Regions from separate parts of the Zea mays genome. Here region 2 is linked to region 1. Evidence: chromatin contacts called from public Hi-C data. All regions are on one chromosome and are shown on one strand. Each heading gives the region's core, a stretch centred on a gene start, on an enhancer-like site or on the middle of the called end of the contact. The rest is flanking DNA. Distances are from core to core; before and after follow the strand shown.

Evidence for each region. A called contact is a pair of places that touch in the nucleus more often than the background predicts.
Region 2: a Hi-C map of leaf shows a contact between it and region 1, with 5 times the contacts expected there. The contact joins the promoter of LOC100274476 here to the enhancer-like site in region 1. A contact is called at or near these places in 7 of 25 Hi-C or Micro-C datasets (endosperm, leaf and tassel) and 1 of 3 datasets of contacts at active chromatin or transcription factors (leaf).

The regions. Positions count from the first base shown.
Region 1 is chr5:44,243,894-44,248,254 of Zm-B73-REFERENCE-NAM-5.0, reverse strand. No RefSeq gene overlaps it. Among protein-coding and RNA genes, the nearest start is that of LOC100304255, 95 kb to the right of the region's middle. Within about 2 kb of position 1,759, at least 19 of the 20 cell types and tissues checked have an H3K27ac peak or open chromatin away from gene starts, as enhancers often do. A contact at or near this core is called in endosperm, leaf and tassel, where this site is marked.
Region 2 is chr5:44,363,201-44,367,561 of Zm-B73-REFERENCE-NAM-5.0, reverse strand. LOC100274476 (Patatin-like protein 6) reads right to left here and starts at 2,117. Exons shown (of 2, transcript NM_001148835.1): 1 at 1,140-2,117; 2 at 266-1,003. The coding sequence starts at 2,030. The coding sequence ends at 668.

The DNA.
Region 1 (4,361 bases), core at 510-3,009:
TAGAAGAAATGAAAATGTTTTAAACGGTGGTTAAAAAAATAGGATTCAGAGAGATGATATATAGAGAACTAGTGTGGATAGTTTGATCGGTTCCAGCAGCGGGGCCCGGGCCGCATTTGGTGGTGATGGGCACAATCACCCCGGGGTCGGGGCATTGAGAATCGAAAAGGCCAGTGGCCAGTGGTGCGTGCGCGCACACGCTGGTCCACGCCTGTACGGCGGCTCAGGTGCGTGGGGGCACGTCGGTTATGGGAGGCGCCACAGCATGCATGCAGTACATAGAGTGGCGATGGCGAGCGCTGGGGGCGTCGTTGGGGGTGGGCTGGGCTGGGCGGGGGACGCTGGCCCCGGCGACGCCACGCGACGGAGCACCCGACGAGACGGCACGCGCTAGCTACCTAGCTGGCTGCCCCGCCCGCCCGGGTCGGCCGATCTCCGTTCCCCTGCAGCAATTCAACGCCCCGTCCCGTCCCGTCCCGTCCCTGTGGCCTGTGGGCGGGCTGCCCGTCACTCCCGGCCAGCTGCCACGACGTACGGGCGGGGGGCTAGCTGGCACGCCCGGGGACCGGACTGGAGTACGGTACGGCGGTGGCGTCGGCGCATGGATGGGGTGGGGGTGGGCCGGATGCTTCTGCTGCTTGTGGTGGCCAACCACGCATCCATTGGTTCATCCGATCCGGACACCACACCACACCTCCCCCGCCCCGCACGCACGCGGTGCGGGAGTGCGGGACTAGCCTGTGCTGCGCGTGGCGAGCGCTCAACGCCCGTGCCGCGCTGCTGGTCGCTGGTCGGTGCCGAGCTGCCTATAGGTGGTGATGACGGTGCTGCTCTAGTAGTTAGTTCTCTACTACTACTCCTAGTCTCCTAGCTCACTAGTGAATGCTGGTTGCAGATCCGTGTGGTGCGGATGCAGTACGGTACGGGCGCGGAGGGGATCTCGCGCAGTGGCTGTCGGGGCCTCGTGGGGGAGCTAGGGGAATGGGATCTCGCGCCTCGGTGCGGTACGCTCGGGTGTACGGCGGCATGTGCGGCCCTTACTCCCATGGAATCAAATCAATGTCCGTCGTCGTGTGCTCTGGCACCGAGCGCCGCGTCCAGTAGCGTCGTCGTCTCGTACGCCTTGGCCTACGCCAGCTACGCGCGGTCACCACGCACGGGAACGGGAAGCAGTGCATGTACCTTTGGCTAGCTAGTAGTAGGCATCTACCCACGCCATGCATTCTCCGCGCCGCCGTCTGCTGCCCTAGCTCGTCTCCTCTGCTCACAGTCACCGGAATGCATGGCGTCACCGCCACGCAAGCCATACGGAGCAGCGACGGTCGATTTCATCAACGACACGACGGAGCGATGACCGCAACAAAGCACGGTCGGTCGGTCGGGGTCCTGAGCGCGTGCGTGCGCGCGCAAGCGCAAGCGCAAGCTGGCCGGCGGATCAGGAAATTTCGGAGCGGACAGGGACGGGTTGGCCAGTCGACAGGGGGCCTCCATGCACAAGCGATTGTGCGGCCGTGGTTCGCTGGCGGTGGCGGTGCCCGGCGCCCGCCCGCTGGGCGATCGATCGATCGATCGCCCTACCACTTCTTTGTGCCGCTGTTGGTTGTGTCACGTCCTCATGGCCGGTTGGCCGGGCCCCGGTCCTGGCTCATCCTGCGTCCAAGTGCAAGCCGCGAGTAAAGTAACTGTGTCCTGGCCCTGGCTACCACTTTGTGCCGCTGTGTTGCCTAGTGACCGAGCTCGCCCAGCGGGGAGAACAGAACTGTGTCTTGTGCGTGCGGCCAGCTGTGTGGCGCGCTGTGGCGTACGTCGCTCTCCCGCGCCCTGTGCACGTGTGTGCGCGCGCGCGCGTAACCACCTTTTTCTCGTTCTCGGCAACAGCCCGGCACTGCAAATCAGCAGGCGATCACCGCCCACACAGCTGATGCCGATCGAGCGCTCTGGGCGGCGACGCGCGCTGTTGCGCTCGCTGTTCGTCTCCGACAAAGAAAAGGTGGCGTCGGTGTTGGCTGGTCATGGTTAATCATGTCACGTTGTAGTATTTGGTTCCCGAGACAGTTGGAATAGAGCGGCTCTGTTTCAGAGTGGCTCCGTCCGAATTTTTTAGCAAGCTAAATTATTCAATATTTGGATATAATATTTCTGGTTTAAAGTTACTCTGTTTGTTTTATATGGAATCAATTCGAACATTAATTAATTAGAAATAGTGTTGTTCCATTCCATCCCACCATGCTTTAGAACCCAACACTACCTTAATTTTCTTGACGCACCCATCCCCTCGTCTCCAGTTTTTTTTTATTTATTTCGAGTAATCCTCGTCTCCCTCTGCCAATTGTTTGTGTTTGACGTTGATGGTTTCTGGACTTACAGTGAGTTGCGCCTTTAAAAGGTATTAATAAGCATAATATATCTTGATGGTCCGGCCCATTATGTTTTTGAAATGTTGTGGGGTTCAGCCCATGGGTCGATAGGAACTCGGCAGATGCATGGATGGCACTGGAAGGACGAGGATAGGCCTGCCTGCACAACTTGCTTCTCCAACTATCTTTCTGAAATTTACCCTACAAATCATCATTTTAAAAGTCATGAGCAAATTAATTCCTATATCTTTATACTTTTTTAACACTTTTTCTATATTTTATAGACACCCTTGGAAGTCACCCTCGCTCTTTATTTTTAGCTAACGAGAAATCTAAAATATAAACCACCTATATATATATATATATTCTATTTTAAACCTCTAGAGCTAGTTGTTAGTCAACTTATGAGTTATTAGCCGGTTTTAGTTGAGGTAGAGCAGCTAACAACTAATGACTATTTAGGGTATAGCTAACAATTAGTTAGTCAATTAGCTCACATGTTCTAAACATTTTAGCTGCTAATTATCTGCTTTAGAGATTTAATTAAAGACATTGTTGGATAGATTTTTTAGTAAAGTCTCTCTTTCTACAAATCACTTGTAGGAAGAATATATGTTTTTGAAGTTGTTCTAAGCCTTTCTTAATGGCAGTTAAATCCGTACATCTCATTTCTTTTAACCCTCGATCCACAAGCATTTCAAATTCTTAAACATATATAAATTTAGATACGTTAATTTTTTTATTCAATGTTTTTTATTCTTTATGTTGTTTTTCTTTTTTAAGCCACCTCAAAAGATAAAATTGTCCCTACAAGGCTTATTTTGGTTGACACCAATTAAAAGCGAAAGTTTGTGGTAAGCGGAAAACACATGTTTAGATAAAAGATGAAACGAGCTAAGTGATATTTTTATATTCATAACCATTTTAAATTTGATTTCTTTGGAGATAGCGGCGGATGGTGAGGGGACATTGGCATAAATTCATCATTGTCATTGTAGTCCTCAACTGTCATATTAGGGGTGGATGTTGAGGGGGTATTGGCATAAAATCATCGTCGTCATTGTAGTCCTCGGCTATCATATTAGGGGGTGGATGGCGAGGGTCATTGGCATAATTATCGTCATCATTTTTGTCATCAGTTGTCACATTGGGGGTTGGATGTTAAGGGCATTGGCATAAAATCATCATCAACATTATAGTCCTCAGCTGTCATATTAGGGGTGGAAGGCGAGGGGGCAATGGCGTAGAATCAATGTCATCATTGTAGTCAGTTGTCACATTAGTGTTGTTGTGTATATTTTTGTTTCCTCTAGATGAGCTCGCTACAATGCCCGCTTTTTTCGTATCCACCCATGATCTCCCATGAAAAGGTCACCACAATGGCCGACGATGTTTTCTTCTACCATGTAGCACACCACCACCAAACAACATATACATTGAAGTTAGGGATTTCTAGGTTGATGAACTCTGTATCTTCAAGATTGTTCTACACTGCAGCACCATTACAAGAAGTTGGGGAATTTAAATAAAAGAGCATATTTAATAAGGAATGGTGATGTACCTTGATTTATTTTTCATAGTTTGCTTGGAACATAAATAGCTTACATGCCCTCTCAAGAAAACAACAATAAGGAAAGTCAGCGATTACGCAAATCCTTTGATATCGTCCACGGTACTCAATCAGGAGCTCTTAAAGCTTATGTGGTCAATACTTGACTAGATGGACTAGCACTGAATATAAACATTGCATTCAACTTTGAGACTGCTTTTATGAGATACCTTTTCTAAAGAGGGTCATACTTTTCCCCCCTAACAACATCCAACGATATACCCAAAGCTGAAACAACCCTCATCGAGATCCATGTGATTGGTGGAATGGATGATCCAACCATACTTTGTTTAAAAACCCTGCACCTAATTATGTGTTGCAAACATTTAATACATATATATTTTTCATAATTTACTGTTCTATATCACATGAAATGCTAAAACAAGAACTAAAAA
Region 2 (4,361 bases), core at 868-3,367, 120 kb before region 1:
GCGATGACCAACGAGTCGTACGGCTTCCTGCCAGATAGTACGTACTAGTTCGTACTCCTCACGATGTTGTGTTTTCTCCTCCTCCAGCTCATCAGTCCATGGCGTGAAAAAGAGAGAGAGAAAAAATACTCCACTATCAGAATGTTCGGGAGCAAAGCCATCACCATCAGGTAAAACTCTGAAGAATCGCATCGTATCGTAGGGCCAGGACGCAGGACAAAGGAAGAAGGGCTGAGCTGTGATCAGTAAACGCCACACCGACAGTAGCATCGTCACATCGCATTGCAATATCATCCAAGCTCCGGGCACTCTACTACGTACGCACGTACATACACTGCGTTTGCAGCACACGCACACATACAGGCACATCTCCTTCCTCTAGCTACGTACACAAATCTCTGGCGCCTTCGCCGCTCGACAGCCCTCCTCGATCTTTCTTCCCGGCCGCGCCAGGCGGCCGGGACCGGGAGCGAGCGCGCAGGCGGCGCCGGCAGGCAATCAAAAGTCAAAACCCCGAGCACCGGCGCCGGCGCCGCGCTAAACTAGAAACCCAAACGAACCAATAAATAAAAAAGCTGAAAACAAAGCAAGGCCACGCTAGTTAAAGCCGAGCTGCTTCTGTCTGTCTGTTGACGGCTCGCTCGGTCGGTCGCTCGTCGTCTCGGTCTCAGGGCGACTCCGACGACGAGTTGGTGGACACGGTGATGAGCGTGGACGCCGACGACGAAGACGTCCGCGGCGTGGCGGAGGGCTTCACCAGCACCACGGGGGTCTTGCTCTCCAGTCGGCGGTGGTGCTCCCGGACCAGCTGCTCCGCCACGCCGTCCAGCCGCTCGCCGTTGGTCTGCGCCATCAGCTTCTTTCCCCTGAACAGCACCGACTCCACGCCCCGCTCCGCCAGCGCCGCCTCCGCCGTCTCGCCGGGCGCAATGCCGTTGCCCTGGATGCGGACGTAGTTGGTCGCTCTGCTCTCCCCGAACACCATCGACACGGCCTGGTCAACCTGCAAAACAAAACAATCCGCGCGCACTGTCAGTGTCAGTGTCAGTCTTGTCCATTCCATTTCGTTCCAGCTGCTGCGGCGGCGGCGGCCGCCGCCGCCCTTTTCGAGATAGAAACGGTCATCTAGGCAGGCTCACCATGTCGGCCTGGCAGGCTCCGGCGATGCGCAGGAGGCTGGAGGACGAGAGCCGGCCCAGCGAGGCTGCGGCGCGCCCGCCGAGGGACAGCACCACGAGATCTCCCGCGCCGGCGGCGAAGGGGAACTCGCGCTTGTTGTGCAGCACGTGCGTCAGCGCCACGGCGGTCGGGTTGGCCACGGCGGCCGACGCGCCGCCCCCGCCTGCCCCCGCCCCCGACGCGGCGCGCAGCCTGGTGCGCCCGTCCAGGGACGCCACCTCCGCGGGGCCCACGCCGCAAGCCGCCGCGCACACCTGCCACAGCGGGAAGTCGAACGCGTCGGCCTCCACGGCATCGGCGCGGGAGAACACGAACGGCGCCGCGGTGGCCATGTCGTAGCACGGGATCAGCAGCGGCTTGGCGGCGTCGCGCACCGTCAGGTCACCGAACACCTTCCGGAACGCGGCCTCGGGGCGCCGGAACGACATCAGGCCCCCGCCACGCCCGGACAGGACCTTCCGGTTCTTGGCCACGACGTCGCGCGCCGCCTCGGCGGGCATCCGGCACGCGAACAACGCCGCCGCGAGGAACCCGCCCGCGCCGGAGCCGGCCGCCAGGTCGAAGAAGTCCGCGACGCGCGCGGCGGGGTTGCCGGAGAGCTCCTGCAGGCGGCGCTCGAGCCGTACCAGCGCTGCGGCGGCCAGCGCGCCGCCGTCGGCACCCCCGTCGATGGACAGCACGCGGACGCGGCCCGCGGAGCACGCGCCGCCCTCCAGCGGCGACGCGCCGAATAGGAAGTTGGACTCGAGGATGGAGAAGATCTCCTGGCTGAGGCGGTCGGAGCCGCCGTTGTACGCCAGAGGGGACGGCAGCAGCGTCTGATCGAGCAGTGCGAGCGAGGCGGTGGCCATTTCCCTTGCGACGTGGAGTGAGACGGCTTCTTGTTTGCTCTGGTATCTGGTCTGTCGGCACCTGGATTGGGTCGCGGACGGAGAATGCGATTGATTGGGAAGGCAGGTGAGGCTGAGGTGAGTGTGCGGCACCGTCTTCCCGGCAGAATTTATACTGGAGCCGCGCACTCTAGCTTCCCGCCACGGCGCATGGTAGCACGCGCTCGTGCCCATTGACGCTGCTGAGCCGCGTGTCCTTTTCTGTCCTCGCTTCACCACTCAATGCTTCGGTTTTGTGGCGCGCTTGGTTTCTTTACGGACCTTTCCTCGCCTCTCCGGCTCTCCCCTTTTACCTCGCCCGGTCTTACCAGGGCGGCAGGTGGGCCATCTTGGTTCTCCTAAATTAGAGCTTAGTTACACGTACAAATAAATGAACATATGAAACATTATTTTGATGTTATATGGCACTGTAGATAAATATAGATTCTAAAATAAATGATGTTTTTCAACCATATTTTTTCTAAGGTCATCGGAAAAGCGAAAAAAGTGGAGGACAATAGTTTCCATCCAAGGGCTAGTTTGCAAATCTCTTTTTTTTTTCAAAGTATTTTCATTTTTCCAAAAAAACATGAACTAATTACATAAGTAACGGCGGGAAAGAAGAGAATTACAACACCAACATCAATAAAACAACATGGTTCAGCTACGATCCTCAGCCTAGTGCAAAGAACTAGGACAAGCACTACATTCCTAATAAACCAAGAACATAAAGGTTTGTTTAGTTAGAAGAGGGTTGAAGGGTGTTAACGGGGATTAAGGAGAAAATAGTTCATTTTCCCCAATCCCTTCTAACCTAATGGCTTGTTTGGTTGCATGTAGGTTAGAGGGGATCCAGTCGCAACATAATCCCTTTTTGAGCAAATGGTTATATTGCCCTAGATCCCCACTAATCTCCATGCAACAAAACAAGTCTTAAGGGGAATAAGCGTTTGGGTTTCCAGACTAAAGTTTAGTTCGTGCCACATTGAATGTTTGAATATCAATTACGTGTATTAAATATATGCTTAATTAGACTTAATAAATCATCTCGTTGGTTAGTCTTAATATATGTAATCATCTTTATAATTAGACTATACTCAGTACTCGTAATTGTCTTTTAAATATTCGATGTAACATGGACTAAATTTTAGTTTGGTAGAACCAAACACCCCTGCATCTAACAAGAAGATGAGTAAGTCAACATATTACTAGGAATACACAAAACAAGGTGGTGTGGTTTCTACGGTAAGCACACTCTAAAGAAAAATTAGGATTCTTCTATTGTAGCTAACTAGGACTAGAAACAATCATTTGTGGCTCTCTCCAACAATTTTCCCTACAGATCTCTCCAACTGTAATTTCTAATATATTTTACTACATCTCCTAAAAGATTCTCCTTCTACATATAGTTTGTATCCAACAATTCTCCTTATATAGCTACCATATACACTATAACTCAGTTAATTAACATGTATTTATCTTTTTTGAAAATTTAAAAATTCATACAACGTTTGTAGTACCATAATACATATTTTTATTATGGCATGGGGCCTAATTAGGGTTTAAAATGTGTTAATAATTAACATATAGAGGGATCATAATGCTCCCACTATATATACAAGAAGATTCATGTCTCTTTGTACATAGGGGGAGCTTTAGGGAGAGGTGTTGGAGACAAAATCCCCTAAACCTCCCCCTATGTTTGGTTGAGGGGGCTTTGGTGGAACTGTTGGAGTCGGTCTTACTAGGGCAACAGGCGAGCCACCTTGGTCCTCCTATATTAGGGCTGAGTTCACACATACACGTAAATGAACATACAAAACATTATTTTGATGTTATATACGCACTATAAATAAATATAGTCTAAAATAGATGATGTTATTCAACCATATTTTTTTCTAAGGTCATCTGGAAAGTGGGGGACAATAGTTCCCACCTAAATAAATTTTCCTCAATAGAAAAGACACTCAACACCAATTACAGAAGTAACCCTTGTAGGTCAAAGAAGTATAAAGTATGGTTAGAGAGACGAGGATTAGAACACCATCATCAACAAAAACAACATGGTTTAGCTATGGTGCTCAGCCTAGTGCATAGAGCTAGGGCAAGCACTACAATCCTAACATACCAAGAACATAAGGGCTTGTTTGGTTAGAAGACAGTTGAAGGGGATTGAGGGGAAAATTAGTTCATTTCCCCTCAATTCCATTCTAACCAAACAAGAGATTGGAGGGGATTGAGGGGCATATAATTCATTGCTAGTCATGAATAGCAAGGAATTATATGCCCCTTAATCTCCTCTAAGTCCCATGG